Regions from separate parts of the Mus musculus genome. Here regions 2, 3, 4, 5 and 6 are each linked to region 1. A link is a contact called in public ChIA-PET, HiChIP or PLAC-seq and promoter capture Hi-C data. All regions are on one chromosome and are shown on one strand. Each heading gives the region's core, a stretch centred on a gene start, on an enhancer-like site or on the middle of the called end of the contact. The rest is flanking DNA. Distances are from core to core; before and after follow the strand shown.

Region 1 (4,605 bases), core at 1,569-4,068:
GTCACAGCCCATCACAGAGGGAAGGCAGGGCAGGAAAGGAAGCAGAAACCTGAGGACAGGAACTGAAGCAGACGCCATGGAGGATTGCTGCTTACTGGTTTCCTTCCTGCGTCTGTTCAGCTAGCTCTTTACAACAATTACGCCATCTGCCTGGGGGCAGACCACCCTTGGTGGGTTAGCTGTCCCTCAGCTGAAGTTCTTAGTTGACAATAAGGAACAGCTATCATAGGGACAAAGAAAAATCTCAAGTCTCCTCTGCTCTCCTCGGGCTGAGGTTCAGACCTGGACGGAGAGGTGGACCTGAGGCTCAGTAGGGATGCAGTAGAACTTTCTAGAAGTTCCTTCTCTACATCTCCTCAGCAGCTGACACTGTAGGTACCAGACAGAGCAGGTCTTGGGGAGAGGTCTCTGCTGGGAGAGCACTTCAAGAGGATGATACCAAAGGAAATTACTAAGTGCAGGTGGGCTATGGGATCCTGCCACTGAGTGTCCACTGCTTCTGCAGGATGCAAGAAGGACAGAGACTACAAGCAAAACTTCCCATTGTGGAAAGTCTCTTTGGCTCCCCACACTTAATCCATGGTCCTAACACTGGCATAGGAAAACTACTCAAAGGGCCCGAGTGAATTTTCACACAGCAGTCAGAATACATGTGGAGTTGAGAGGCAACATGAATTCCTTCTGTAGGAAAAGAAAGGATTCTGCCTGGGCCCTGCTCCCTTGCTCCTCAACCAGCAGAAGGCTGTTGGCATCTCAATAAGGGGCCTGAGTTTGGGTCTGGGTCTGTGGGTACAGACAACGGCACTTCTGCTAATCTCGGGGTATCTCTATACTAGAGTCCTGTGTAGTTACAGCCTTAGCTGTTTGTGGACTGTTAGATTGAGAACAGTCGCTCTGGTACCCACAGGGGTGAGGTGTGGGCAGGTGTGCCCTGTAGGTAGGCACGGAAACTTACTGGCAAGCCTGGCTACCGGAGGAGGCTAGAGACAGAGTCTAGAGAGATGAGGCCAGGAGCAGTTATGAGCTCAGCCCCAGGGAAACCACCTGATAGATAAGGCTGGTGGAGGTCTTAGGAGGAAGATTCCGATACACACTTACTATAGACCATATGCTTAGTGCGGTCACATGGCTGGGAACAGGGGTATAACTTAGCGAAGCTTCTTCTCTCCAAAGCCCTGGGGTTAAGCCATAACACCAAAGCTGGGGAGACCTAGGAGAGACATTCAGGAGAGAAATCACTTGCATTTAAGGTGTCAGTACAATATTACAGAGCGGAAGCTGCCATGGGTCTCTTCCCTTCTGTGCTTCCAGAAGTTTAAGAGTCGGTACTGTAATGATCCAGGCTGGGAGCAAGTAAGTGGATGTTCTCACGCCGACCCACAAGCAAGAACAGACAAGAGGTTTCCTGTGGTGCCGCCCTGCCTCTCCATCTGCGTGAGGGATGGATTCCTGTGTGCGGATGCGCCACGCATGCCACAGCACAGGCAAACCTTCTTGTGGATAGAACATCACTGTCCAGGCAACAGGACCCTGGTGCTGTCAGGTGGGCAGCTTCTCACATTCCTCACCACCAAATAAGTAGAGATTGGTTGTTAAATGTTCCACGTTTTAGGACTACCCTGGAAAAAGTCATGGTTTACACAAAGATAAATTATAGTGGAGATAGGATTTCTTCATTTTTCAAAGGACTGTCAGTTTTAAAAAGCAAATCACCATAGCGTGAGCCATGGCTTACCCCAACATTTGCCTCCACAGTTCAGGGACACTAGCATTATTAAATAAGAAGGAGGGCAGGCATATTAAGAATTGAAAGTGCCCATACTGGCTGAGATTCTAGAGTTAGTGCTAAAACTCTGGGGTTCAAGAAAAACCATGCTAGCAAATAAAATAGCCTTGATGGCTCCGGAGACCTGTAGGTCTGAGAATCGAGTATCTCTGGCGTTTTCACAAAGTTCTCTCACATAGCTTGCTTCAGTGTGAGTGAATGAGCTGTTCTGAGAACTCTAGGTGGAGGGGAGGAATTGGAAGCGTCTACAGATGGAAGCCCAGATCTGTCTGTCTGTCTGTCTGTGTCGAAGATGACATGAACAGGAACCCATGTTAGCTCACTGTCTGCTTCCTCAAACCTAGTGCCTGACACGGGAGGTAGCACACATGGATGATGATTTTGGCGCAATATCCGTGCAAGCTGGGTTTGGGAGGTATAAACGTGTTTAAGACAAAGTTCGCCCCCCTCCCCAACAACGTCTGGGAAGACATCAGACTAAAGCGACTGGTGGTGCACAGTATCTGGTCGAGAAGCAGCTTGTGTTAGGAAAAAGGTAAAAAACAAAAACAGAACGAGACAGGTGCCCCATCGCGGAGAGCAAGTCAGAATTTTGGGTCCATCTGCTGGGTAGACAGTTTTGTAGAATGCGTTCTCAGTGGAACTTTTGACGTTTACAGTTTTAGAGTCTCTTAGTACTCCTCTCTGGTGAGCGCGGGGAAATTTGCATATGTGGCATAGAGGAGGGGACAGGGATAGCCCCAATTTGCAGGGCCGCTCTCCTCCCGTGCCGGTGACGCTTGCCAACTTCGCAGAGGTCTGGACCAAGCGCGCAGTCATATTTTCAGAGAACTTAACAGATTTGCAGCAGGTAGCCCGGGGTCACGGTCACTTTTCTGGCTGGCAGTTTTGCAGAGCCCGCCAGTTCTGTAGGGAGCGCTCTATCTGCCCAGTTCCTGCAGCCGCAGGGGTCGCCCAAACGTCGCAGAGGGGGGGACGCAGCACGTGGGCGGCGAGGGCTTCCCGCGCGAGCTTCCCGCGCGAGCTTCTCCCGCGGCGGGCTCCGTAGCGCGCGTTCCCGCTCGCCCCCAGCTTTCCCGGGCTGCAGGCACAGCCCCGTCCGGCCCGCCCGCTCCTCCCCCTCCGCCTCTGGGACTTTTGCTTTCAGTTTTCCCAAAGCTGCCCTCGACCCTTGCGGAGGACGGACGCTGCCGTGGGCTCCTGGCCGCCGCCGTGGGAACGGTAACTTGGGCCGCCATCGCGGCTTTCCCTCCCCTCTTCCGCGAGCTCCTTCCTCCCGCGCGTCCCCGCCCAGAGTCCCCCTCCCTCCCGCAGGCTCGCAGAACTTGCTTGCAGGGCGCTGTGGCGCGGAAGGCTCTCCAACATGCCTGGCCATCGCCCGCTTTGCTCGGCACGGCGGTCCCTTGGTCTTCTGGACCAGGGTCTCACGACATCCGGTGCCATTCCGGATGTAACAGGGAAGAAAGAGCGGGTGTAGGGCAGTAGATGTGGTTGTTTGAACCCGCAAGGACTACCTTGTCAGACCGGGAACTTAGGCGCTGCCGGGTCCATTTAATGGGAATCTTGGGCGGTTCTGGTGGCTTGTGCTCAGGGAAAGAGGGAGTTAGGTGCATAGGTCTTTAACCTAGGCGAAGTGTGCTTGAAACACTCTTTCTTGTCTGGGGACCCTTGCATCGGGACTCTTAGACTCTTACAGTGACTTAAGACTGGTGAAAAACTGGCAAGCGACACTTGTCAGTATGAGCTCCAGGCGACACCTCACCTTTACTCCTTGGCCTTTCGGGTTTATGGGGAAGTAAGTTTATTAGTAGGCACAGGCGGTGTTTGTAAGCAGTTCACAGGCCTTTCTCTTGAGCTGAGATAACTGATAAGGCCCTGGTTTTCTGTTGACAAGCTGTTTCTTCCTTCAGATTTTGGCCAGCGTAACCTTACACCCCTGTCCATATTGTTAAAGCCTAGCATTACAATCTGCCACTCTGCAACCTCCTATAGGACATGGGCAAAGTCTCTAGTTCCCTCATGGTGTGAACCTCAGGTGACACTGATGGGTTGGGTGGCAGCCTCGGGACTTTTTCACTTAAGGAAGTATGCATTTGGGCAGGAGGTGAGCCTGTTCAATGTTGCTGTGTTTGGGAAGCAGGCAGCCTGTTTCCTCAGGAAGACCCACCTCAATCAACTTGCTTAGCCTGCTTTCTCTTGCTGGGATAAACACCATGACCATAGAGAGGAAAGGCTTTATTTCATTTGACGACTTCAGGTCACAGTCTGTCATTGAGGGAAGTCGAGGCAGGAGCCTGGAGGCAGGAAATCTGATTACTCACTCAGCTACCATTAGTACACAGCCTGTGGATGGTACCACTACAGTGGGCTGGGCCCTCCCCTCCCACACCAGCCATTGGTCAAGGCACTTCCCTATAGACATAGCCACAGGCCATTGTGATCTGGGCAATTCCTCAAGTGAGATTTCCTGTTCCCTGGTGATATTAGGCTGTGTCAACTTGACCAAAAAAAAAAAAAAAAAAAAAAAAAAAAAACCCAAAAAACAAAAACAACAACAAAACAAAACTAGGCACCACACCCCATAGCATGGGTCTGGGGAAGCTCTCAGGGCAGGTGGCATCCCAGTGGCCAAAGTGATTGCAAGTAGGAGCAGCCACATTGTAAGACAGGAATTTGGGGTAGCCAGGGAGTGGCTGGACGTATTATTTTCTAAGCAACCTCTTGGGAACTAACACACGCAGAGCCCCAGCAGCTTCCTACTGGATTCCCATCCCCTCGTGTAGGGGGCTAGCCTTCCAACACAAGAAGCCTGGGGGGGG
Region 2 (4,704 bases), core at 550-3,049, 400 kb after region 1:
CATGTAACTGATCTGTGATTTTCACCTTGTCCAGTAAATTCTGAATTTCAGATTTCTGTCGATTGATAATTTCCCTGTACTTTGATAACTCATCTTCCGTTCTTAAGCGTTCATCTTCTAGACATTTCGCCTGTGAAATGATCACAGTCAAGCTAAGCACAGACCGCCGTGCTCCATATGAACTCTCTCAGACAGGGCAGACACAGGAGTAACCTGAGACAAGTGCTGCAGGAGCTGCTGTGAGGAGACAGGAAGCTGCTGTCCTTATCTCAACGACAACAACTCCCCTGTGTTCAACTGCAGTGAACACCTGACACAACAGGACAGACATGGCAGACACTCGGTACTGTGCTGTGGTCTCAAGTCATGGTGCCTGCACAAAACCCTACTTCTAGATAAGCGACTGGCACGTGGAGCCAGCGTGTAAGTCCTAAGAGGGAGATTACTCTGACCACAGATTATTCACTAACATTGTTAGAAACTACTATTAAATACAGTCAGAAGGAGTATTTTGGGTCTGCCAACGACATAAGGGTGCTGTAAGGTCCACCCATTCTGCCAACTGCTCTGCTGTCCTTAGCTCCAAAGCCCAGATGTTCCAGGTGCAGATGCTGAAGTGTGCCATGAGCAAGGATGCATGGCAAGCACTTCCAGTGACTAACATAACCTCAGCTCAGCAAGAGTCAGTGGCAGTGCAAATGCTAAAGAAAATGCTAGTCTTTTCCTAAGTTCTTTTATTTTGAAAGATTTCTAAGCATTGCTTTCTGAACACCTTAAAAAGCAGAGTAAACTAAGAGTGTTCATCCCACCTGAGTTAGGAGTGAGGAACTGCTTACCTTCGTTCTCAATGTCCGTAGCTCATCCATGCCCTCCTTAAATGTCCTCTTTAGATCTTCTAGCTCCTTTATTTTGGCATGATGCATCTGGAAGAGACACAGATCGCTGAGAGACACAGGCGCACTAGCAGTATCCTGCCTGGTTTTCCTAAGAAGGCCTTATCTGTGGACAGTCACGAATGCACCACTCCTCTTCCTGAGTCACAGCCCAGCCAATCAGGATGTATTAGAGAGTGCGGAAGAACTAAACTCACCTCCAGCTGGTCAGATTTCTCTTGCATTTGTTTTTCAAGTTCTCCTTTTGTAACTCTGAGCTTTGCATCAAGCTCATTTGACTTAATTTCTTCAGATTCCTAATGGAAAAACAATGAAAAACACTTTTACTTTGAAAATAAACAAAGCTTTGCTATCAAGTTTACTAGCTGTGCAATAGATTATGCAGCCAAAACTGGAGAAAGTATTGAAGGACTTTAAGTGTTAACAGAGCAGAAACAGGAACAGTGCACTTTGAGTGTATGACATAATCCAGTGTTTTCTACGACGTTTTGAAGGGAAAGTCTCTGATAAGATGAGTCATGTGGTGTGCCCATGGAAGCCAGAGCTAACACCAAGCCTCTTCCTCAAGTGCCCTTCACTTTATTTTTGAGACAGGATATCATATAACTTGAGCTGATTTGATTGACTTGGCTCGACTGGCTGGCCAGTGAGCTGCATGGACCCACCTCTCTCTTCACCCTGACAAAGCCAAGGTTAGGGGTTCACACTGCCACACTCAGCTTTTATGTGGGCGCTCAGGTTCTTATGCTTGCCCACTAGACCGTCTCCCCACTTGAACTGCAGGTACTACAGCACAGGAACTAACCTGTATTTTAACTGAGTGCTTCAGAAATGCACGTACACTGCACAGTGGCAGACTTGGAACGTGCATGAGCACAGAGCTCTGATAACGGACTTCTCACCAAGGAAGCCTACCTGATAGGTCTTTATCATGTCCTGACAGTTCTGCCGGATTTGCTCAGCTTCCTCCTTTGCCTGGGTTAGTTTTGTAGTTGTTTCTTTGAGTTTATCTTTGGTTTCCTACAATGACAACACGACAAAGACAACATCAGGCACAGCGAGGTGGAGGACAGTGAGAGCAAAGAGGTCCCCGCTTGTGGGGTTCAGTAACAGCAACAAGGAGGTGTGACCTTGTGGGTGGGCTTTGAGGTTTCAAAGCTCACCCTTTCTGATACCCAAGGACCCAGATGTACTCTCTCAGTCCTTCTACAGCACCACGTCTTCCTGAAGTCCACCATGCTTCCCACCATGACAACAATGGACTGAGTGATGTAGTCCCCAATTAAATGTTTTCCTTTATAAGAGCTGCTGTGGTCATAGTGTCTCTTCACAGCAATGAAAACCCTAACTAGGACACTGTTGTAGCACTAGACTAAGGGGATTAAGCAGGAGTCTAACAGTTTGCTTGTTTCTGACGGGGAAAATGGCTAACAGTGAGACTGATGGACAGTAAGTTAATCAGCAGTCTTCCCCAGAGTCCTCTAAATGACTTCAGCACTGAGAAAAGCAGTCTTCTACGGTTCTTTGCACATTGCAGAGAGTCTCTGGCTGTGGCTGTGATATCCATTTGAAACTCCCTTTTAACTGAACGACACTACTGAACATGGCCTCTGCTTTGAGACTGCTAAATGGCATTCTTCATGCAGGATTTTTAGGGATTTCCTCATCAAAACCTGTTGCTTTTCCCTCATTCTTATTTTTCACTCACCTGCTCTAGTCCTGACTGCCTGACTCTTCAACTGTCCCTTGCCAATTCCCACTGAAAACATACACACTTTCTTTTGTATAGTCTATCTTCCTTATTATTCCTTGCTTGCTTCCTGCTCTCTGGTGATCTCTCTCCCAGCTTCCTGACTGCAGATGCAACGTGATCAAGGCCCTCAAACTGTCAGTCATGCCTTTCCTGCTCTAGTGCAAAACTGTGAGTCAAAAAGACTTCCCTTCCTTATGGTACAGCGATGAGGAAAGTAATGACTGACACCTGCTGCTCCTGTGGAGATCCTTTGGGCTCCTGTGAGGCCTAGGCAGCAGCCTCTGCTCTGGGCAGCTCAGTGACCCTCTTTTGTTCTTATGCTTGGGCAGCGTAGCCTTTGTCTCTTCAACATCTGCCCTGCACCTAGGCTCCACACATTACTCCATATGCCATTTTAACAATAAACATCTTATAACTAGCACTTATCTACCTTGAGGTACTGGTCTTTGATAGTCAGGGGCCAGTATCACTTAAAATATAGCAACACAATAACCAGAATACTTTTCCACAGAGCCTTAGACAAAGTATAAACAACCGTGGTTCTGCATCCTCACTCCTGTGACTAAGACACAACTGACATATATAGTTCTGGTCCATTTCAACACCCTAAATCCAGCAAGTGAGAGTGCCAGATAACACTGAACATTTGAATAAATGAAAACAAATCCCATTGTGTCAGGTTAAGGATGCTTACTGTCTATATTCTACCTATCAGCTGACCACTTACAGAGCTCACCGGATGACCTCAGTTGTCAGGCCACACCTTCCACCTTGTTGCCGATGCAAGCACCAGGCTAGTCAGTCTACAAATTTCTGGAGATTCTCCTGTATAGGACCCCATCTCAATACACACACACACACACACACACACACACACACACACACACGCATGCACATACACACACAAGCATGCACACACATGTGTGTACACATGCGCGCGCATAAGCACACACACACAGACACACAAGTACCCCTGTTTTGACATGGGTTTTTGGAAATTTGCCCTCAGGTTCTCATTGGTACGAGCACCCTGACCCACTGAACCATCTCCGCAGCCTTATAGGCACTGTTCTATTCTCAAGGGAAAGAGCTGAGCAAGCAAACCAAACTCTCTACCCCCGAGAAGCTGACAGTCTACTGCTAGAGGTAAATAAACAAAGGAAGCACACAAAGGCTTGGATGTTCAGTACGCTAGGGGCAGGAGTTAAGGAGCAGAAATGAAGCAACAACAAAGCATGGGAGAGCGGGCAGTTCAGAGCTTGCGCAGAAAGGCTAAGCAGCTTCAGTGTGCACAGGCTTGAAAAGTGTAAGATGAGAGGCTGCATGTGTGACAAGGATGAACCCATGAGATCAAGGCTGAACCCAAGCCTTTTGTCCTCAAAGTAAAAGAATGAGTTGTCATTTATTCAAATAGGGGGGTGGTGGAGGGAGAACACTTTATTAGTTCATCTTAAGCGAATGTAAGTTATTGACAATGTCAGGTATAAAGAATGCAGTTGAATGCAGCCGATGTTGGGTAGAAAGGACGCAGCTTAAGTTATACATTTGGGAATCACCTGAATGAAGTTTGTTACTGCTCATTTCTTGTTTGTTTGTTTGTTTTGAGAAAGAGTTTCATGCAGCCTAGGCTGGCCTCGAACTTGCTACATAGCTCAGGTAACCTTGAACACTACGTGCTGGGGTCATATGAGAATGGAATCCAGGGCTTCACGTACTCTCAGCTCTCATCAACTGAGCCATGGTTCCAGCCTATGGACCACCGTTTAATCCATGCTCTTGTCTTCCGTTAATTCTGCACAATTCCCTTTCATATTAATTTTAAATCCCATCCATGTCTCCTCTGAGGCAAACTTGCCTTTATGTCATTTAGAGATCCTATACTCGGAGTCACTCCTTTGTTCTACAGTCTGCATTCTCCTACTTCTTTGCCTGCTGATAAATTTTCATTAGATGCCAAACACAGTGAAATGTATGCTTAAGCAAAGTTTTTATAATCATTTAAATATTTATATAATTCATCTTAGCACATAATTCACTTGAAATCAGCTTGCTTTTAAA
Region 3 (4,550 bases), core at 160-2,659, 280 kb after region 1:
TCCTGATGCAGGGAGTCAACATGGCAGAGTGGCCTGTGCAGCCCCTGAGAAGAAACAAGGCCTAAAGGATGTTCAATTTCTCATTTCTACTTTTAGGAATGGATGGTATTTTGTTGGGGCCGGGGAGGGCCAGAGCAGGGCTGGGAATATAATGCACAGACTTCAATACATAAATGTGTAAGGTCTGCCTTTGTTTCGAAGTACGACCCTGATGAAGGACCATGGCATTTTGCTCATTATTAATGTGCTTTGAGAATGAGATTTCCTTTGGAACAAAGTGGCAAATGAAAACGAGACAGGAAGTGGCCCTGTAGCCCCAGACTTTGAAAGGTGTGTGGCTTGTGGATCAGCACAGGCTGCGGCTCCTCATCCGGTGTGCAGACCTACACTAACCTGACCTGTTCTGACTCAGCGTTCACTACCTCTCTGTCCCCACAGCGTTTGGATGGTGAAATTATAACCATCCGTTTCCTAAGTTCTCGGGGGACACTGTAGTGACATCCTTTCTATGGAGAACACCAAATTCAGAAGGATTCAGAACAAGGAGACTCTTATGGAGAGCTACCGTCCACCGTAAGTAAGAGCCAGTCAGTGGAGAGTCACAAGGTCAACTACTCAATTCAGCCGAGGGCCATGGTTGAAAGACTATAACAGAGGAAAAACTCAAACAGTGGAGAGAAAACTCATGGTCCCGGGCATGCGGCCATCTCCTTTGTGAAGTGTAAGCATGAACACAGGGAGTGAGGAAAAGCTGAGAAGCCACAGGAATTAGGCCTGCAGAACTATCGCCTGGCCTTCCTGACAGAAAGAAGTAGGCTGGTGTATGGGAGCCAGCCGCTAAATGTTCCCTGAAACTGCAACACCTCTGAGAGTCAGTGGTTAAACTGTTACAAGTTAGCCACGGCGAGGTATTTACATGGTAGAAATCAGTTAACACTGTGGGTCCTCTCCCATCTCCTGGCACACAGAGAGCAGGCCTGTGAAAGTCCTGCTGACAGCACCTAGCTATCTGTGAGCCGGCAATGGTAACTCTCACCACACACAAACCTGAAGCTGACGGTGACCTTAAAGTGCCTCATTGTACAAAGCAGCAGCCTCTGCCAACATCAGCTCCAAAGTTCCAGGAACAGACTTGGCTCTCACCTACAGCTAAGCATGCTGAAAGTCTCCAAGGGCTTCCAGGGCTTTGTCAGCTACATCCACACACCTGACGCTTGCTTAGGACCACAGACAGATCTTCTCACATGCATGCGTGTGTCATATGAATCAGATATCTCCTGAATGACTCCCCTGGGCACCGCATTTCACTGAGCAGCCGTTGTCCCAGGGACGGGCCCTCTGGAATGAAGGGAGCAGAGACAGGAAGGACTGCAGATATCTGTCGCCCCTGCACATGATCATCTCTTGCAGCTGTTGTAGGCTGTTTCCTCCAGGCTGCCTTGAATGAGAGCATCTGTGATCACCCACAGGAGACACTCACCAGGACCAGCCTATCAACATTCCCTTACGGGTGGAGAGAGGACTGCTAGGCTAATGAGCCTTTACAGATCCCCACATGAACCCAACCCTTACCCAGGTCATGTAAGACCTAATACGTGGACTGGGGATTGGGACCCCAAAGAGTCTTTAGTGCTACATCTTTTCATGATTCATCCACGCCACAGATGGGGCTCTTCAGCGGCATAGCTATTCATAAGCTGCCCAAGAGACTTCCTGTTTTAGATAGGGTTTTCCTGCTGTGAACAGACACCACGACCGAGGCAACTCTCTAATTGGACAACATTTCATCGAGGCTGGCTTACAGGTTCACAGGTTCAGTCCATTATCACCAAGGTGGAAGCAGGGCAGCATCCAGGCAGGCATGGTGCAGGAGGAGCTGAGAGTTCTACATCTTCATCTGGAGGCTGCTAGGAAAATACTGCCTTCCAGGCAGCTAGGGTGAAGGTCTTAAAACCCACGCCCACTGTGACATACCTATTCCAACAGGGCCACACCTTCTAAAAGTGCCACCCTGGGTCAAGCATAGGCAAACCATCACACTTCCCAAAAGGTCTAGGGGCCTTTGAGTTACCCATGCACCCGGAAGTAACTGCACACAAGCTCAGGTTCAGGCAAAGCTGGACGGGATCCTTTCTCTGGTCCGCGCTTCCTCTCCGCCTAGTGCTAACAGTCTTCACCACAGCCGTTTGCATCTGCTCTTCACAGCTCTAACAGCTCTCTGGCTGGCCTCATCTAACACCCGTCATTAAATATTGTACATGATGGGGGAGTATTCCCTGCGGTGCTTCCTCCTCTGAGCTGAAGAGCGGGTCCACCTTTCTCCCACAGCTAACACTAGGACTCCGTGGTGTCCAGACACAGGGTCAGCTTAGCTCACCAGTCTCCCAGCTACTTCCTACCTCTCACCCAATGTGAACCCACTGAGTGATCTCATCTGCATCCCCAACCTGGGACTTCCCTCTTTTGCTGCCTTAACCGCCTCCCCTGATGATTTCCCTTCTACTTACAGGTGGAAGATGGGCCCACTTCAGAAGAACTGGCTGTTTTATCTGACTAGAAGATTCAGCAGGGGCCTTATAACTTCCCTCTTCTTTCTCTTCATCCCCCACCCTCTAGCACACCCAGTTCCCAGCTTCCCTGACTAAAGTTTCCTTCTCCCCTAGAATGGGAGAACCCGTATACCAGAACTTCAGTTCAGCTGGTCACTGTGGCATCCTCAGCCACGCACCGTTCCCAGAGCACTGACAGCTCAGGAAATATTGGAGGAAATGTGTAAATAAAAATCCTGTTTTCTAGACTCATACCTGTGGTTCTACTTCCAGGCTTCCTCCTGCTAACTCGGCTGCCATATCTCCCGCCAGCTCTGAGCTACCTCTCCACCCAGCCCATCAGCAGGCACGGACAGTCTGCCATCACACCAGACCTCTGGTCCAACCGTAGGCTGCCACCTTCCTGCAAATGTCATGGGCCAACTATGAACCTCCCATGTGAACAACCGCAGTCACTTTCTACCTGACTGTGCGCTTCCAGACTAACCCTTCATGCATGTCCTGACCCCTACACTTCACACACCCCACACACCCTACTCAGAGCCAAATACCTTTTAATTGATTGTATTTGTATGTGTTTGTTTATGTGCACTGCACACGTACGAATATGTGGACAAACAAGCCACAGTTCACATGTAGAAGTCATAGGACAAGTTTGTGGGCTTGGCTCTGGTGATTGAAGCCAGATCACCATGCTTAGCAGCAAGCCCCTTTAATGACTGAGCTATCTCGCTGGCCCTAGAGTTATACATTAAATATTTTAAAATTATATGTACTCGTTTATTAGGGAGGGGAGTGTGTGTGTGTCATAATGAGCATGCGGAAGTCAAGACAGCATTTAGGAGTTGGTTCTTTTGATGTGGGTCCTGAGAATTGAACTCAGGAAGCCCAGCGTGGCAGAAGGCACCTTTACCTCCTGAGCTGTCTCGCTGGCTCCAGTCCACTGAGGACTTCTGATGTCTCCACAATGCCCCAGGCCTTTCACTTTGAACACACTCGGTCTGTTTTTTCTGAAGTGTGCATTAAAGGCCGCTGAGCCTTGCTCAGAGTTTTGGAATAGGATATGGAACAAAATGGGGAAAACAACAACAACAACACAACAAGATCACACTCCATGAAGCTTCTCTTCTGCAACAGGAAACAAATAGCAAGCAAAACCACTGGTAATCATTATGTGGTGTCTAACAGAGAGCGGTGACAGGGGTGGAAAACTGAATGACATTTAAAAGGAGCTGGAGATGTTGGTTTAAGGCGTGTGGGGGCAGCCTACAGCATGGAATTGGTCCATAGGATGCAAAAGGAAGAGAGCAAGCCAAGTCCTGCAGGAAGGAGCGTGTCTGTGGCAGAGTTCCTCTCGGTGCTGTGACCTCCAGGACACTCGTGCATAGGATTACAGGAATCTTGAATACATATGTGATTGCGATTATGAAAGTGAAAGTCAAGCAGGGCTGTGCTTTCCTTTTCTGGGGAAGACCCAGGTGGGGCTCCTGGTGCTCCTGCCTCATGCACAGCTGTGGCTTATCCACGGGCTTATTTTATAAGGCAGCAACTGCGACAGATCTCCTGGGTTCCCACCAGCTCTCCAGAGCTCTGCTGGGTACACATTGAGCTGAATGCTGAGCTGAGCAGGATCACAGAGGCATGGCCAGGCTGAGTTGGTTCTGGCTCAGTCATCTTCTTACAACCCTCACTACATGTCCATCTTCCCCATCCAGATACCTACCCCTCTGACTCCAGACATGGAATTAACAGTCTCACGTAGAGGTGTTATCAGATTCCAGAGCCCCGGGAAACCAAAGCCACCTCCGATTGATATTTTTAGACCTAAGGCAGTGGTATGGGAAGGTCGGGCCAATGGGTGGCAGTTGGGTCCTGAGGGATCCACCCTTGTGAATGGTACAAATGTATAGGAGAGAATCAAGAGACTTTGTTCCCCTTCTCACTGTGTGAGGCACAGTGTTGTTTGACTTAGAAATGTCCCCCACAAGCTCATGAGTTTGA
Region 4 (4,991 bases), core at 934-3,433, 380 kb after region 1:
GGAGCGGGAGGCCAGTGGAGGATGGCAGCTGCGGCGGCGGTGTTGGCAATAGATGTTCCTGCTTGGGAGGAAGTAGAGGCAGGCAGGGGACAAGACCTCTCCCTCAGTCCACTCATCAGAAAGTGGTCAGTCTCCTGCCTGAGTTCTCTCTATAAACATCCTCACAATCTCCTAAGTGGTTCTAAATTCCTTTAGGTTGGCAAATAAGAACAAGCATTATATCAAGGATTTGGGGGGTTAGTGGGGTGGGGGTGGAGTCTGGGGGGAAATCAGTTTTTCTCTTTTAAGTGACACCTCCACTCAGGCTATGGAGGAAACCCTGGGAGGGAGCCATGCCCTAAGCAATTTTTTCAGTTTGGTGGTGATGCTCAGCTGGGTCATCTCCCATCACCATGTGCTTGGGCATGCACCACTCCTCCTCCTCCTCCTCCTCCTCCTCCTCTCCCTCCTCTCCCTCCTCCTCTTCCTCTTCCTCCTCCTCCCCCTCCTCTACACCCCAATCCTGTGGGTGCTGTGTTTCCCTCAGACGTGACCTCTGCTTCCTCCCTGAGCCCAGGCTGTTTCTAGTGCTGCTGAGGAGAGAATGGGAGCTTGCTCCCCCTTGCATGCTAGACTGGGTCTCAGTGGTACTTGTCTTGGCCATCAGGGCCCTAAGCGCCAGTAGTCTTTTCTTTTCTGGTCTCCAGGCAACCAGACCTCGAAGAGGATGTGCCTCTGTTCAGTGAAATGCCTTCTGGCTGAAACAGGTCTTCCCCATTTCAGTCCTCAGGGCCTTCCAACCAGCCAGCCTCAGGCCTCCACCACCTTCTCTCTCAGTCAACCCACAAGGTATCAACCATACAGTTAGGAGGTAGCAACTAAAATAATTCTACGAGTTGGGTCACCACAGCACGAGGAACTGGATTAAATGGTTACAGCATTAGGAAGGGTGAGAACCACTGGAGTAAATAAGAGAAGGCCAGGCTGTCAGGACACAGAACCTAGTACCTCACCTATGAGAAGTAGAGAATAGCTCTTCCTTCCCTATGAACAGTGCAGTGGAAGGGCCGGGGAAGCAGAGTAGTCCTCAAGCTGGCCGTCTGTCTGTCACACTCCATGTCTGTCTTAGTTAGGGTTTTACTGCCGTGAACAGACACCTTGACCAAGGACAACATTTAACTGGGACTGGCTTACAGGTTCAGAGGTTCAGCCCATTATCAAGGCGGGAACATGGCAGCATCCAGACAGGCATGGTGCAGGAGGAGCTGAGGGTTTTACTTCTTCATCTAGAGGCTGCTAACAGAACACTGGCTTCCAGGAAGCTGAGAGTCTTAAAGCCCATGCCTACAGTGACACACCTACACCCAACAAGGCCACACCTACTCCAACAAGCCCACATCTTACCTGTATGCATATGACTTCTGTAATGCCTATGTGAGAGTTTTCTTTCTCAGTGTAAGTGTAAGCTACACCGTCCTCTTGAGGCTTAGCATCTGTCCCTCCCTCAGAGACACGCATGAGGTTGTTCTACCAGGCCAAGAATCTGAGTTGCCTTTGAAGCCCATGGCAGAACTGAGCATAAATACACGCAGCCCAGGGGTTTCTGTCTCTGTATGGTCTGTCTGGGATTCCTGCTTAAACACTAATCAAGATGAAGCCTGGATACCACTGTCAACAGAACAGGTTCAGCCCAGGCAAAAGCAACAGGCATCAGGATGGGAGCTAAACCTCAAGGTGAAGAGAGCCTGGTTAAAATTTGGGGTCACGCTGACAGGCAGGAGGCCACCACAAGCACGTTACCCAGTGGGAAGGAAGGCCTCAGAGTGTGTTGCAGTGACACTACCAAAGATAAAGGCAGTGGGTGTCCAAGAACACCTGTAACTGGCTGGAATTTGCTACTGACGTTTTGCCCTGCGCTTCAACCTTCAAGGATTTTGGGAGTCGTGTGGTACTACTACATTCCCATCTCTTCCTCAGAGGGTCAGATTTGACTCTTGTTTGCTGTTAAGAACCCCACGTAACATAAACATATAACTTTGACCCTGATTTATGTAAATGAATCACATGCAAATGATTCCCTTGTGCCTGGAAACTCCATATTGAATAATTGAGAGGGGAGGGAACCGGGCTGGGGCTGCTGTTCAGTGACAGAGCAAAGTGTGGCTTTGTTCCCTCCTGTATCGCTACTAAGTAACATCCGACATCATGTCTGAGACCTAAAAACCACTAGTGAGCCCAAGAGGGCTTGTGAGTTAATTATAACATTGTTCGCTAAGTTTGGCTTGCGGTTTTCCTCTTATAATCAAATGTCAGGCTTGGGGGAGGGAAGCTTAGTCGTGTGTTGCCACGGATGTTTTTAACCAAGAGTCTAAGGCTGTTTGATATTTTTGGCTTCATAATTCCCATTTCCAGTTCTGATTTGGGAATACAGCAAGACTGAAGTCCAAGTGAAAACGACGTCCTCCCCTGCAAAACAGCCTGGAGTTTCAAGGCAAGAAGTTAAGTTTGGTGGCCAAGGTCCCTAGTATCTGAGAGGACTCAGTGGTAGAGCACCAGCCTAGCATGCAGAAGGCCTGGGTTGTAGTTCCAACCCTTGACCAAAGGGGAAAACTCTGTAATCAAAACTACTAATGCTTCTCTCGCTATCAAAAAGCAAGTGTTAATAGCCTTAAAGTCTTTTAGATATTGTAAAATCTTCTAAGTGTTTCATTATTATAGTGTTACTGAGAAATAACACTAGTCCTTGTATCTGTCCCTCCTCGACAACTACACACATACTCTGTGTCAGATGATGCAAACGGAAGAGGGGCTGCTGCACTCCATAGGGGTCTGGGTGGGAAGAGACACCATTGCATTTCAAGTGTAAACTCTTAGGGCTTCTGTGCGCAAACATCACTGGCTCTTGGTTTTCATAGAATCCAGAATGATCTCGCTGGGTCAGCTATCCCGTAATAGACACGGAAGAGTAGAGAACCTGAATTCTGCCCCTGCCTTAGTTTTTAGACCATGCGGCCTCAGTCCCAGACCCAGGCTGACCTCCAAGTGTCCAGGTCCTGAACAGCCTTGGTGACTGAGGAAGGGTTAGGCAAAATCTGCTGAAGGAAGGCAAGACTGTGCTCAGTGAGGCTCCCAGGGAGTCACAGCAGCCAGAGAGATGTCTTCTACCCACCCAGATCCCTACGGACTGCAGCAGCCTTACTTCCGTTTGCATCGTCTGACACAGAGAATGTATGTAATTGGTGAGGAGGGACAGATACAAGGACTGGTGTTATTTCTCAAGGCTCAAAGTCCCAAGAAGACATGCCATTTTGTATCATCGAAAGTTTGTCTTTCCAAACAGAACTTGGTCTCCAGATGTTAGGTGTGCGGAGACTAAAACGTCCACAGACCCCAACCCACCCACCAGACGCGCTGTGGTGAGCTCTCTGTCCTACCTATAGAGTGACAGCCTGCTTTTATTTATAGCACTTGGAACCCTCCACGGTTCCTTTTCTTACTTGATCTCATTTGCATCTCAAGAAAAGAGAACGAGCTTGATTCCAATTTTACCAGTGAGGAAACTGAACCATGCCATGCCCTTCCCAAATCCCCAGGATATGAACCTATGTTTGAGATAGCGCCTTAAAAGAAGTAATTACATTAAAATGGGGTCACTGGGGTGAGCTCTAATCCAATCTGACTGGTGTCTTTATAAAGAGAGATTAGAGTACAAATGCAAACACCCAGGCAAGATCACGTGAACACAGAGCAAGGGAGTCCCGCAAAGACAAGAGGGAGGCCTGCCACAGAAGCAGCCAACCTCTCCCCACACTTTTGTCCAGAAGTTTTGGCTTTCAATATGGAGGGGGGGGGTCTCTATTTTAAGCCACCTGATCCTTGGTATTTTATTATGGTTGCTACTGCAGACTAATACAGGCTCCCAGGTTCTCAAACTTTCCTGAGGTCTCACACTTAGCAAGAGCCAGAGTGAACTTCATTTCTCAAGCCCTACACTTTGTAAAGCCTTTATGGAATAAAATGTTTTGCATATGGGAATTAATTCTGCCACATAGCTGGTGATGTACAGCGGTTCTCTCACTGACTGACTGCCATGTTGTTCGAATCCTATTTATAGCAAAATGTCTCCAGGCATGGGGGAGGATGTTCCAGAGTTCCTACCACAGAAAGCTAAGGTAAGCCTCTTTATCTGTCCTGGTTTGTCCAGGACCCAGTGTCTCAGCACCAGACAGAGAATGACAAGGATTCTTAGGAAACAAACAAAGAACCTGCCATCGTCATCGGAACCAAGGCCCGTGAGAACAGACCTCTGGCCAGCACACTGAGGCCCAGCACCCTCCCTAGGCAGCTGTTGATCTGTCGGCTGCCTCCTGGTGACTTCAGTCTGTGGTCTTTTGCTTTGCCTTGGGACATGGAACTGAAACTCGGGTGTGAGCAGGGTTTTACATGGGGAACCCGTTTCTCTCTTTCCTCCTTGCCTTGGGGTTGGAGGCTCACAGGCTCCAAACTGGGCTTAACCCCGGAAGGAATGTCCTCAAACCACAAGGAACAAGACTTCCTCTGTCACAGAAGTGGCCCCAGAATGGGTGGCTAAGGAGTCTCCTCTACATGGGCCCTGTCACTCCCTCTGCCTACAGGGCTCTAGCTACATTTGTCCCTCCTGAAAGTGGGTTGGGGCAGGGAATGCAGGCTGACTTTCCCAGCAGGCGGACATCTCACTATCTGGCTAAGATAGTAACTGTTGAAAGTGACAGTGACATAGTCCATACTCACAGACGCAGCAACACACTCACTTTTGGTTCTGGAGCCAGGCGCTGCCTAAGGTCTACCGGACATAATGACATTGCATCCTGCCTGGCTCGAGGGCCAAAAGCTAAGGGTTCTGAGAACTCGTGTTCTTGCTCATTAATTTAGATAATGGGTTGGATTCATGAGAAGTCTGGGTTGCCATTTTCTTATTAACATCTTTGTAGCTCTCAGGAAGGTCATTAGATCCATATCAACAAACACATACA
Region 5 (4,838 bases), core at 311-2,810, 320 kb after region 1:
ACTTTATGAAGAGTACGGCTGTGGATGGACAGCTGTGAGCCTGTGTCTTTTGGCAAGGTGAGAGTACCAGCTTGGCCACATGTTGATGTTCCTCCCAGATGCTAATCTTTTTATTCCAATGCAAGAAGGACTCGGGAGCATTACATAACATTATATAACACTACCGTGCACCCTTCCCTTCTGAGACAATTGGGAACTGTTCGCTTCTCAAGAACTTAATTACAGATTTCCTTTTTACGGCCTGAGGTAGAGGCATTCCCAGGGGTAGATCAGAGGACCTCAGCCCGAGGTCCCATCCTCTGTTCGCATCAGGAATGAAGCCAAAGACTCTAGTTTCGGATTCTCTCGACAATGTGAAGCGAGGAAATGTGGTATGACTTTAAATGCTTTCAGATTTAATCGCCTTGAGTATGTATATATTTTCTTCCCTCATCTTCCCAAAGCTAATCCCACAGTTTTGAGAATCTAGCCACCCTCCCAAGAAATCTGAAATCCCAGTTCATGACGTCAACCCAAAAGGGATAGCACCTTGTGTTGGCTCAGCTCAGATTGCAAAATCCCATGGGTAACGGAGCACAGATGCGGATGTTAAGGTGTTGGTACTGGAGTCAAAAAGTCTGAAGCGTCATTCTCCGTGTTCTTTCCACGAGGGGCGTGGGGGTGGGGCGACGTCATTTACCCTGGACTGAATGTTGCCCTAAACTTCTCCTTTATATTCAGAACTCTTTCATCCTTTTCTTTAGCTGGGACTGGGGCCTGTGTGTGTATCCGACTGGTCCTCGGTGTTGGCAGTTACATCCACAAACCTTCCCTTCCTTTCCCCATCTACTGCACTTGAAGGAGAGAGCACAGCTCCGCGCGAGAACAGCGCCCAGAGAGCCTTTCTGACAGATGCGTACCCTGCTCCAGCAACCCGCCTGGCTGCAAAGTTTCCTCTAATCACTAACACCCACTTCCTATTCCCCCAAGCTGTCATGCTGGCCAGGTCCCCTCGCGATCAGGGAAGAGCCAGGCTGCCTGATGGCAGAACCCCAGTCTCACAGCTAAATTCCTCCAATCCCAGCAGATAGGCTGTCCAAGGCACTCCTGCGTCTCCGAGACGCCTGTAAGGTTCTCTTATAGCTACCAGGAACCGGGCACTAGAGGCGAGGGAACTACGGGGTGCCGAAGGGAAATAAGGGCGCTCTTGCGGGAGCGGCAAAAGGAGAGCTGGGTGCTAAGGTTAACGGAGACTACTGGTTGGCGGGGGGCACAGGAGGCGGCGGGGCGCCGCAGGGGGCGCCGCAGACTAGACTCTGGAAGAAGCCTGAGCAGGAAAGGGCGCGCTCGCTGCAGCCCGTGGGTGCTGGCTGCGTAGTCCGCCCGCAATCTTTGGAGCCTTTCAATCGCGGGTAGGAGGGGGTGCTGGGTGTTGGGGGTGGGGGCACCATTGTCGGGGGCGTGCCTTGGCGGCGATTGGCTGCGGGAGCCTGACGCGCGGCCCCGGGGGCTGGCTGGGGGGGTGGCAGCGAAGGGGGGGGGGGAGGTGCTGGGTGTTGGAGCCGCCGGCCCCGCGCGCTCAGAAACATGCTGAGGTCCCGGCGGCTCTTCCAGCAGCGACAGCGGCTCCAGCAGCAGCGGCGGCGGCGGCGGCGGAGACAGCGCTCGGCTACGGAGGAGAAGGCGCCCGGCGTCCATGCCTCCGGCCCCGAGCCGCGGCTGCCCTGACCTGGCCGCGACCTCCCCGCGCGGGCCCCGCAGCCCCGGCTCCTGGGGTGCTCCCCAGGCGCGGCCCAGCCCCGCCACACCCCCCGCCCCCGGCCTCCGCAGCTCGGCATGGGCGCGGGGGCGCTCGCCCTGGGCGCCTCCGAACCCTGCAACCTGTCGTCCGCCGCGCCGCTGCCCGACGGTGCGGCCACCGCGGCGCGGCTGCTGGTGCTCGCGTCGCCTCCCGCCTCGCTGCTGCCTCCAGCCAGCGAGGGCTCAGCGCCGCTGTCGCAGCAGTGGACCGCGGGTATGGGCCTACTGCTGGCGCTCATCGTTCTGCTCATCGTGGTGGGTAACGTGCTGGTGATCGTGGCCATCGCCAAGACCCCGCGGCTGCAGACGCTCACCAACCTCTTCATCATGTCCCTGGCCAGCGCTGATCTGGTCATGGGATTGCTGGTGGTGCCTTTCGGGGCCACCATCGTGGTGTGGGGCCGCTGGGAGTACGGCTCCTTCTTCTGCGAGCTCTGGACTTCGGTAGATGTGCTGTGTGTGACGGCCAGCATTGAGACCCTGTGTGTCATCGCCCTGGACCGCTACCTCGCCATCACGTCGCCCTTTCGCTACCAGAGTTTGCTGACGCGCGCGCGAGCGCGGGCCCTCGTGTGCACAGTGTGGGCCATCTCGGCGTTGGTGTCCTTCCTGCCCATCCTCATGCACTGGTGGCGGGCCGAGAGCGACGAAGCGCGCCGCTGCTACAACGACCCCAAGTGCTGCGATTTCGTCACCAACAGGGCCTACGCCATCGCCTCGTCCGTCGTCTCCTTCTACGTGCCCCTGTGCATCATGGCCTTCGTGTACCTGCGGGTGTTCCGCGAGGCCCAAAAACAGGTAAAGAAGATCGACAGCTGCGAGCGCCGCTTCCTCGGCGGCCCAGCCCGGCCGCCCTCGCCTGAGCCCTCGCCGTCACCTGGGCCACCGCGCCCCGCAGACTCGCTGGCCAACGGGCGCTCCAGCAAGCGGCGGCCGTCGCGCCTCGTGGCTCTGCGCGAGCAGAAGGCGCTCAAGACACTGGGCATCATCATGGGTGTGTTCACGCTCTGCTGGCTGCCCTTCTTCCTGGCCAACGTGGTGAAGGCTTTCCACCGCGACCTGGTGCCGGATCGCCTCTTCGTCTTCTTCAACTGGCTGGGCTACGCCAACTCGGCCTTCAACCCCATCATCTACTGCCGCAGCCCCGACTTCCGCAAGGCTTTCCAGCGCCTGCTCTGCTGCGCGCGCCGGGCCGCCTGCAGACGCCGCGCAGCCCACGGGGACCGGCCGCGCGCCTCCGGCTGCCTGGCGAGAGCTGGGCCGCCGCCGTCCCCCGGAGCTCCCTCGGACGACGACGACGACGACGCCGGGACCACCCCACCGGCGCGCCTGCTGGAGCCCTGGACCGGCTGCAACGGCGGGACAACCACTGTGGACAGCGATTCGAGCCTGGACGAGCCGGGGCGCCAGGGCTTCTCCTCGGAGTCCAAGGTGTAGAGAGCCAGGCTCTCTGGGCGCACGGACGCCGCTCCCCATAGTCCCGGGCTGGACACGGGCTCTGCATCCCTAGAGGAAGAGAGCCCGCCTGGGCGCCCCTGAGCCGCTCCCCAGGGGAGAGAGGAGATCTCTGTTTACTCAAGACCGAAAGCAGGTGAATGCAAAGCCCACAGATCTATCGAATCATCCGAGACGTACAGAAAAGCCCCGGACCGAGCGTTTGCGCAAAAAGGAAAGTTTAGGAGGAGTTGGGAGAGTGTGGCTTAGTATGGCTTACTGGCTTGTCTTGAGTTCCTTTCTCTCTGAGGTTCGGCCTTTCGTGTGTTTAATGCACCTTCAGGCATTCCCCCCCCCCCCCGCCCCTAGGTGGGTTTTGACACTTTCTGCAAGGACCCGAGTGGAAACTAGGCGGGGAGGGGAGGGGGCAGGATGGAGTCTATCACCTGGCTTTCCGGTTCCACACCTAGGAACCTAAGTATTCAGCTCAGGTTTGGTGTGGGGGCGGGGCCGGTGATAATTAGCCAGGAAGTGTTTCCCTTTGCTTTCTAAAGAAATTGCATACTAATTCCGGAGTACTGGTGTCTCCTGTTCTTAAAGCAAAGGGAAAAGAAGGATGCGAAACAGACAAATCTGGTTTCGAGAAACTATGTGTGGAGCACGGTTCACCTTGCTTTCTCCTAGAGGGCAAACCTTGTGCCCTGCGCGCCTCGGTGGTCCTGCTGTGGGTCCTCTACCTCACTCTGTGCATATTGCACAGCAAGATAGAAAGACTTGTTTATATTAAACAGCTTATTTATGTATCAATACTAGTTGGAAGGACCAGGCGCTGAGTCTCTCTCTGTGACATGTGACTCTGTCAACTAAAGATAGGACAGAACAAAAAGGAAACAGTTGAGATTATTGCACATGTGGCTAAAAACAAAGACGGCAAAAAAAAAAAAAAAAGGCAGTGGTTGGAAGGCCATTTTGCACAGTGTTAGGCATTGTAAAATTCATAGAAGTTGTTAACTTGCACAAAAAAAATTAAATATTTTTACTGGGATGGGGAGGTGGGCAGATCTTTAAAAAGCTAAAATAAAATTCAAACTCAGTTTCTCTTGTCTATTATGTTATTGAGTTGATGGTTTATTGGGAAGTTACTTTTTATACTCTTATCATGGTACTGTAACTGTATCCATATTATAAATATTATTCTCTTACGTATTTTTATTATTATTTTTTAATGTCCAAGTGCCCCCGTGAATCTGCTGGTAAAATTTAGCACTCGTGTGTATATTCTATCTCTTCTTGTGTGTGTGACCAAGTATTTATACTCTGGTGCAACTAACTACCGTGTGGGAATTGGTCCATGTGCAATAAAGACAGCAGTGCAGCTCAATCGAGGTTCCGTGCCGTGTGTCTGTAAGGGGGTCCGCGATGACAAGAGAGACTTGAGTGTTTGCTTCAAAATACAGACTGGCTGCCTTTTTAATATCTCTTCATGACTCAATCACAGAGCAAAGTGCCTCTAGACCAAATAAGGTGTTCACCAACCGAGAGCCACAGATTTGCCCTAAATTTTCACAGCCGGATTCAAGGTATTCCAGACAACTCAGGCACCCTCAAGAGCCCATCTGCTACAC
Region 6 (4,479 bases), core at 1,463-3,962, 480 kb after region 1:
TACAGGGCAGTTTGTGCAAATGCACTTTAAAAGAGCAGTTACTCAGCCGGGCAGTGGTGGCACACACCTTTAATCCCAGCACTCAGAAGGTAGAGACAAGGGAGTCTGAGTTTGAGGACAGCCTAGTCTACAGATGGAGTTCCAGGACACCCAGGGCTTTACAGCGAAACCTTGTCTTGTGAAAAACAAAACCAAAAGCCCGTTACTCCCCATTAGTAACCAAGCATTGGGGCCAAAAAGACAAGGCATCGTCCTGAGCACAGCTGGAGCTTTGGGTCATTCCCTGTAGACTTAACACATGAATCTTCGAAGAGGAAGCACTGTCCAGCAGCTGCGGAGCTTCTGAGACAAGAAGCCTCTGCCACCCCGAGTACCCTCTGATTGTCCCCAGAGCCCCTGGGCAGGACAGGTTTGTGAAAAGTTTGCAGCAACTGTTATTTCTGAAGCAGACGGTACCACTGGCTTCCCTGGAGCGTTAGGAGTGGTAGGACAGCACACAGGCAAGTGCTACATACCCAGACTATGCTGAGACTTTAGTTATGAGGCGAAATGTGAAGTCATTCCAATTAGGTAAAAAATGTTAGGTGTGGTAAGACTCTTGGTTTGCTTCAAAATATTATGGAAATATGTTTTCATTTTATCCCAGATAAAATGGACCTTTGGCTACTTTGTGGGTTCTTCTTTCTTCCACCCTTCTCCCCATTCCTACTCCTGACTTTATTTGGGGATTTTTCCTCTCTCTCCCATCATAGGGTGTTGGAAGGGAGGGGTATGGGGAGAGGGAAGCGTGGAAGAAAGAAGAATCCATAAAATAGCCAAAAGTCTTGCCATAGTAAGCCTAATTAGGCAGAAGGGCAGGGAGATGGTAAGCCACCACTGGAAGGGTAGGAGGCTGTCAAAGGTGCCTTCATAAGGGCTGCTGTCCATAACAGCATGGGCCACTCACCACAGGTACCACTGTTCAGTGTGTACACTGTTGCATTTTGAAGGCTTAGTACAGTATGCATTGATTGCATGTAGAAACACGTGGGGCATGTGGGTTAATTTTAAGATGACTTTGCCTGTTTTTGTCCTTTGTATACCCACTAAGACATTTGAAATTCCACATGTGCCTTTCATTTCTCTAAAATCTGCTGGTATGGAACTGAAGCCCTCTCACCCAGGAGGCAGGCTCCCCCACTGATCCCACACTTGCTGCCCTCAGTGCTACTTGGAAGCAATCCTGGGTTACTTTTTGGTGTTCCAGTTAATGGTATTGGGAGGGAGAACTGAGTGAAGAAAGAAACATATAATAACCTTTCCCCTCTCCAGTGAAGTTTGCAACATCAAAGCTGCCAGGTGCCAATTTCCCCGAAAGCTCTCAGACAGGACGAGTTGGAAACCATCCGAGAACTACAGAATGAAATGCAACAGAGAGATGTTAAATACAAAGAATGTGTAAAAATACAAAATGGAGTATTTACCTGGCAGGTTGGCATTTACAGGAATACTGGGGGAAAGCGCAAAAAATAGGGAACAGATGAGCTTCCTGGAAGACAGTTATGTTAAAAACAACAGACCTTGGTCAGGGAGATAGCCTAGCTGGCAAAGGCACTTACTTGCCCTCAAGATTGCCAATGTGATTTCAATCTTCAAAAACCATGTGGTGGAAGAAAAACAAAATGAACAAAAACCCAACAACAAAAAACAAAACTCCCCCCAGATCCTCCTATGTCTTCACATGTGATGATGCACCTGCACACACAAACACAAGTGTGAAAAATGGAATTCTTGTATATAACTTGTAGTCTAGGAAATTTACTAGTTTCCAAATGTAATTGGGCCGCCCCACCGAGATACCTGATTGGAGTGTTAAACTTAAGGCCTCAGCATTAAGCAGTAGCAAATGGTGTATATAGGTAGAGCAGAGTTACAACGGCCCAAACTGCAGATGTTCAACTCAGGTGTGGATGATCAAGCATCAATGGAAGAAACTAAGGTTTTGAAGGAGGAAATGAAAGCTTTTCCCCAGTGGTCTGCAGCTGAGTACCAGTGGCTTTTCTATTTGCTTTCTCTTGTTTTCTATTTTGTAAACTTTTCCAATGAGCACACAATATGTAGTTTTGATTAAGTATAAAAATGATTTGAGGGTTTATCTGCACGGAGCACCTGCCAGAAGGGACACCGTTGTTTGTTCTGTGACAAATACCTGGCACCCTCTAAGTTAAAAGGCGAATGCTGCCCAATAACCACTCACCTGCAAGAACTAACAGGCCGGTTGGCAAAAAGCAGAAGACAAATGGAAACGATGCCAAAGTCAACATTTCCTCAAGGGTGGAATCGATAAAACCTGCGGAGTAGCCAACACTCTCTGTGACCACAGCCGCACCGCTTGCAGCGGCCAGGTCGCTCGGAAGTGTTGATGATGCTGCGGTCCGTGGGTCGTGGGTCGCGGGTCGCCGGGCAGGGCGAGGGACGAGGCGGGCGCGGTTCCCTGGAGCAATAGTTGCGCCGCCCTCACGCCGAACGTCCGGATCCTCACAGGCTGCATCCGAGCGGCCCGTCCCGCCTCTGCTGGGAGAGACCAACAGGTGCCCCACGTGGCTGCGAGCCGCAGCGCCCCCCGAACGGAGCCCAGCCTACGCCGCGGGCAGAGCAGCTGTGCGCTCCGCGGGTGGGAGCCCACGCCTTCCAACAACTGGGGCGGGGCGGGGCGGAGGACTGGGCGCACCCTTGCCAGTGAGCGAGCGAGCGTGTGGAACCCCAGGCCTGAGCCCGCGCCCCTACCTGCCCAGCCAAGCCGAGTGCCGCCGGCTTTGTTCGCTTTGTCCTCGCGCACCTAAGCGGCCGGCCTGGAAGAACGCCATCCCGGAGAGCGCACGCGGCGTCGCACCAGGTAAGGGGTGCTGGCCTGGGAGGTGGGGGCCGGGGGACAGGCTGCGGATGGAGAAACGCGAGCGGCCTGGCGCCGTAGTGGGGACCCCTTCCCTGGCCACTGCAGAAGGGGCTGGAGTTTTGATAAAAAGCTTTGGGAACTTGCTCATCACTCCGTATTATGAGCACTCAGGTGCTACAGCATTTCAACCGGGTTTCCTAGACAGACAGCCTCGTCCTTTCAAATAAGTCACTTCCTGAAGAACTCGAGGGAAGTTCGCTGCTCTGAGAGCGAGACAGGGGTTCTGCTTTTCGCAGAACGCACGCCTGGGAGAGACATGCTTGCCTTCGGGCTCCCCGCAGCAAACATCACCTGGCTCGGCCCTGTTCTTTGCCCTTTTCCAGCTTGCCCAGGACCAGACGTCAGTGGCGGGCAGAGATAAAGTGGGAGGGGCTCAGCACATTGTGAATCCGTGATTTAAAAGTCTGAGCTCTAGACAGAGGCAAAGGAGCGGATGATGCTCTGCTGTGTTTGCTTACAGCGTTGCCTGCCGGCATCAGCCTGGACTTCTCAGTAAGGACCGCACTAGGGAAGGGAGGGGATGATTGTTAGTGGTATGGCATCCCACTATATGCTCCCTTGGTTAAATAAACGGAGAGCCCTCTGAATGCCTGTGGATTCAGTCCTAAAACTTCAAAGTCTCCTTTGCTCCGAAATGGTCTTATTGAGAAAGAAACGGAAAGCGTCTGGATGGTTAGCTCAAAGCTACCTTCCAGGGCATGGAATGTTCTAGACTTGATTCTGAGGCAAAGCCCAGGGATACAGAAGGACTCCTCCCTCTATCATCCCCAGTGTGCCTGAAAATCCATCAAGGAAGTATTTCTTGTCAAATCTGATTTGGGTCTACCCACCCAGAACTTAAAGACAAACCAATTCACCCCCACCTTCAGCAGACTATGGAACAAGCCAGCCAGAGGCCGGTGTTTCTGTGGTTGAATGGATGGGAAAACCCGAGGGCTAGCTTTATAGTTAATAGCCAAACTGAGCAGAGGTACAAAGACTTTGCATATACCTTCTGCCCCGCCCGCCCCAACCTGTTCTATTACCATCTCCCACTACATGGGATTTGTTAAAAGTGCTGAGCCTTCAAACTCCACAGTTGAGGACTCACACATTCTATACACTTGGACAAATGTTTACCACTGCCTGTTCATGTCACCGTTCCCTAGCCCCATGGCAAGGATTGATCTGTTCGGCTATCTCCATGGTTTGTTTCCTAGATGCCATATAGCTAAATCACACAGTCAATGATCTTTCAGACGCGCTTCTTCTGTTACAAGCGCATATCCAGTTCTCCACTCCTGGCTTTCTAAGGAGCTTCATGAGGAGGGCCTCCTTAGTTGGCAGTGTGGACTCTGGGGCCGAGCGCCTCGTGACAATGCCTTTGTTAGCCGTCCTCTTTGTGTGTGTGTGTGTGTCCTATGACTAGGAATCATTTTTACTGTCTGACACCCAAAGTCCTGGGTGCAGGGAAGATGCTTAATAACTGCCATTGGATAAAGGAAATTCCCTACCTTTATGGCAGTGGAGTGAGAACGGTACCATGAAGTGCTTCAGAACGGTGG

Evidence for each region. Promoter capture Hi-C pulls out the DNA fragments that hold promoters and counts their contacts. ChIA-PET counts read pairs in DNA pulled down with a chosen protein or histone mark. HiChIP or PLAC-seq counts read pairs in DNA pulled down with a chosen protein or histone mark.
Region 2: a promoter capture Hi-C map of the HPC-7 cell line shows a contact between it and region 1. The contact joins the enhancer-like site here to the promoter of Casp7 in region 1. A contact is called at or near these places in 17 of 39 promoter capture datasets (3T3-L1-derived adipocytes, the C10 cell line, the HPC-7 cell line and 13 more), 4 of 484 Hi-C or Micro-C datasets (the HPC-5 cell line, bone marrow-derived macrophages, embryonic fibroblasts and 1 more), 4 of 115 datasets of contacts at active chromatin or transcription factors (acute myeloid leukemia, embryonic basal ganglia, pancreatic cancer cells and 1 more) and 3 of 9 other capture datasets (adipose tissue, liver and macrophages).
Region 3: an RNA polymerase II ChIA-PET map of effector CD8 T cells shows a contact between it and region 1, with 11 read pairs. The contact joins the enhancer-like site here to the promoter of Casp7 in region 1. A contact is called at or near these places in 10 of 39 promoter capture datasets (the 3T3-L1 cell line, the SN4741 cell line, embryonic stem cells and 4 more), 3 of 115 datasets of contacts at active chromatin or transcription factors (effector CD8 T cells, memory CD8 T cells and pancreatic cancer cells) and 1 of 9 other capture datasets (liver).
Region 4: a contact with region 1 is called in an RNA polymerase II ChIA-PET map of effector CD8 T cells, with 6 times the contacts expected there. The contact joins the enhancer-like site here to the promoter of Casp7 in region 1. A contact is called at or near these places in 18 of 39 promoter capture datasets (the 3T3-L1 cell line, 3T3-L1-derived adipocytes, the C10 cell line and 14 more), 1 of 15 datasets of contacts at CTCF or cohesin (pro-B cells), 6 of 484 Hi-C or Micro-C datasets (bone marrow-derived macrophages, cardiomyocytes, colorectal tumor organoids and 3 more), 8 of 115 datasets of contacts at active chromatin or transcription factors (acute myeloid leukemia, effector CD8 T cells, embryonic basal ganglia and 5 more) and 3 of 9 other capture datasets (adipose tissue, liver and macrophages).
Region 5: an HNF4G HiChIP or PLAC-seq map of pancreatic cancer cells shows a contact between it and region 1. The contact joins the promoter of Adrb1 here to the promoter of Casp7 in region 1. A contact is called at or near these places in 16 of 39 promoter capture datasets (the 3T3-L1 cell line, the C10 cell line, the SN4741 cell line and 8 more), 3 of 484 Hi-C or Micro-C datasets (embryonic stem cells and stem cell-derived neural progenitor cells), 9 of 115 datasets of contacts at active chromatin or transcription factors (VIP interneurons, cardiomyocytes, embryonic basal ganglia and 6 more) and 3 of 9 other capture datasets (adipose tissue, embryonic stem cells and macrophages).
Region 6: a promoter capture Hi-C map of liver shows a contact between it and region 1. The contact joins the promoter of Vwa2 here to the promoter of Casp7 in region 1. A contact is called at or near these places in 12 of 39 promoter capture datasets (the 3T3-L1 cell line, cranial neural crest, embryonic stem cells and 5 more), 1 of 484 Hi-C or Micro-C datasets (embryonic stem cells), 5 of 115 datasets of contacts at active chromatin or transcription factors (acute myeloid leukemia, embryonic forebrain, embryonic stem cells and 1 more) and 1 of 9 other capture datasets (macrophages).

The regions. Positions count from the first base shown.
Region 1 is chr19:56,394,311-56,398,915 of GRCm38.p6, forward strand. Casp7 (caspase 7) reads left to right here and starts at 2,819. Exons shown (of 7, transcript NM_007611.2): 1 at 2,819-3,007.
Region 2 is chr19:56,800,077-56,804,780 of GRCm38.p6, forward strand. Ccdc186 (coiled-coil domain containing 186) reads right to left here. Exons shown (of 16, transcript NM_170757.2): 7 at 1,809-1,913; 8 at 1,091-1,189; 9 at 837-923; 10 at 1-130. Among named protein-coding and RNA genes, the nearest start is that of Ccdc186, 20 kb to the right of the region's middle. Within about 2 kb of position 1,800, at least 51 of the 459 cell types and tissues checked have an H3K27ac peak or open chromatin away from gene starts, as enhancers often do. A contact at or near this core is called in the HPC-7 cell line, acute myeloid leukemia, adipose tissue and 2 more, where this site is marked.
Region 3 is chr19:56,679,047-56,683,596 of GRCm38.p6, forward strand. No RefSeq gene overlaps it. Among named protein-coding and RNA genes, the nearest start is that of Gm32492, 12 kb to the left of the region's middle. Within about 2 kb of position 1,410, at least 41 of the 459 cell types and tissues checked have an H3K27ac peak or open chromatin away from gene starts, as enhancers often do. A contact at or near this core is called in effector CD8 T cells, liver and memory CD8 T cells, where this site is marked.
Region 4 is chr19:56,770,143-56,775,133 of GRCm38.p6, forward strand. No RefSeq gene overlaps it. Among named protein-coding and RNA genes, the nearest start is that of Gm32718, 30 kb to the left of the region's middle. Within about 2 kb of position 2,184, at least 26 of the 459 cell types and tissues checked have an H3K27ac peak or open chromatin away from gene starts, as enhancers often do. A contact at or near this core is called in effector CD8 T cells and memory CD8 T cells, where this site is marked.
Region 5 is chr19:56,720,557-56,725,394 of GRCm38.p6, forward strand. Adrb1 (adrenergic receptor, beta 1) reads left to right here and starts at 1,561. Exons shown (of 1, transcript NM_007419.3): 1 at 1,561-4,594. The coding sequence starts at 1,816. The coding sequence ends at 3,216.
Region 6 is chr19:56,871,704-56,876,182 of GRCm38.p6, forward strand. Vwa2 (von Willebrand factor A domain containing 2) reads left to right here and starts at 2,713. Exons shown (of 14, transcript NM_172840.2): 1 at 2,713-2,875.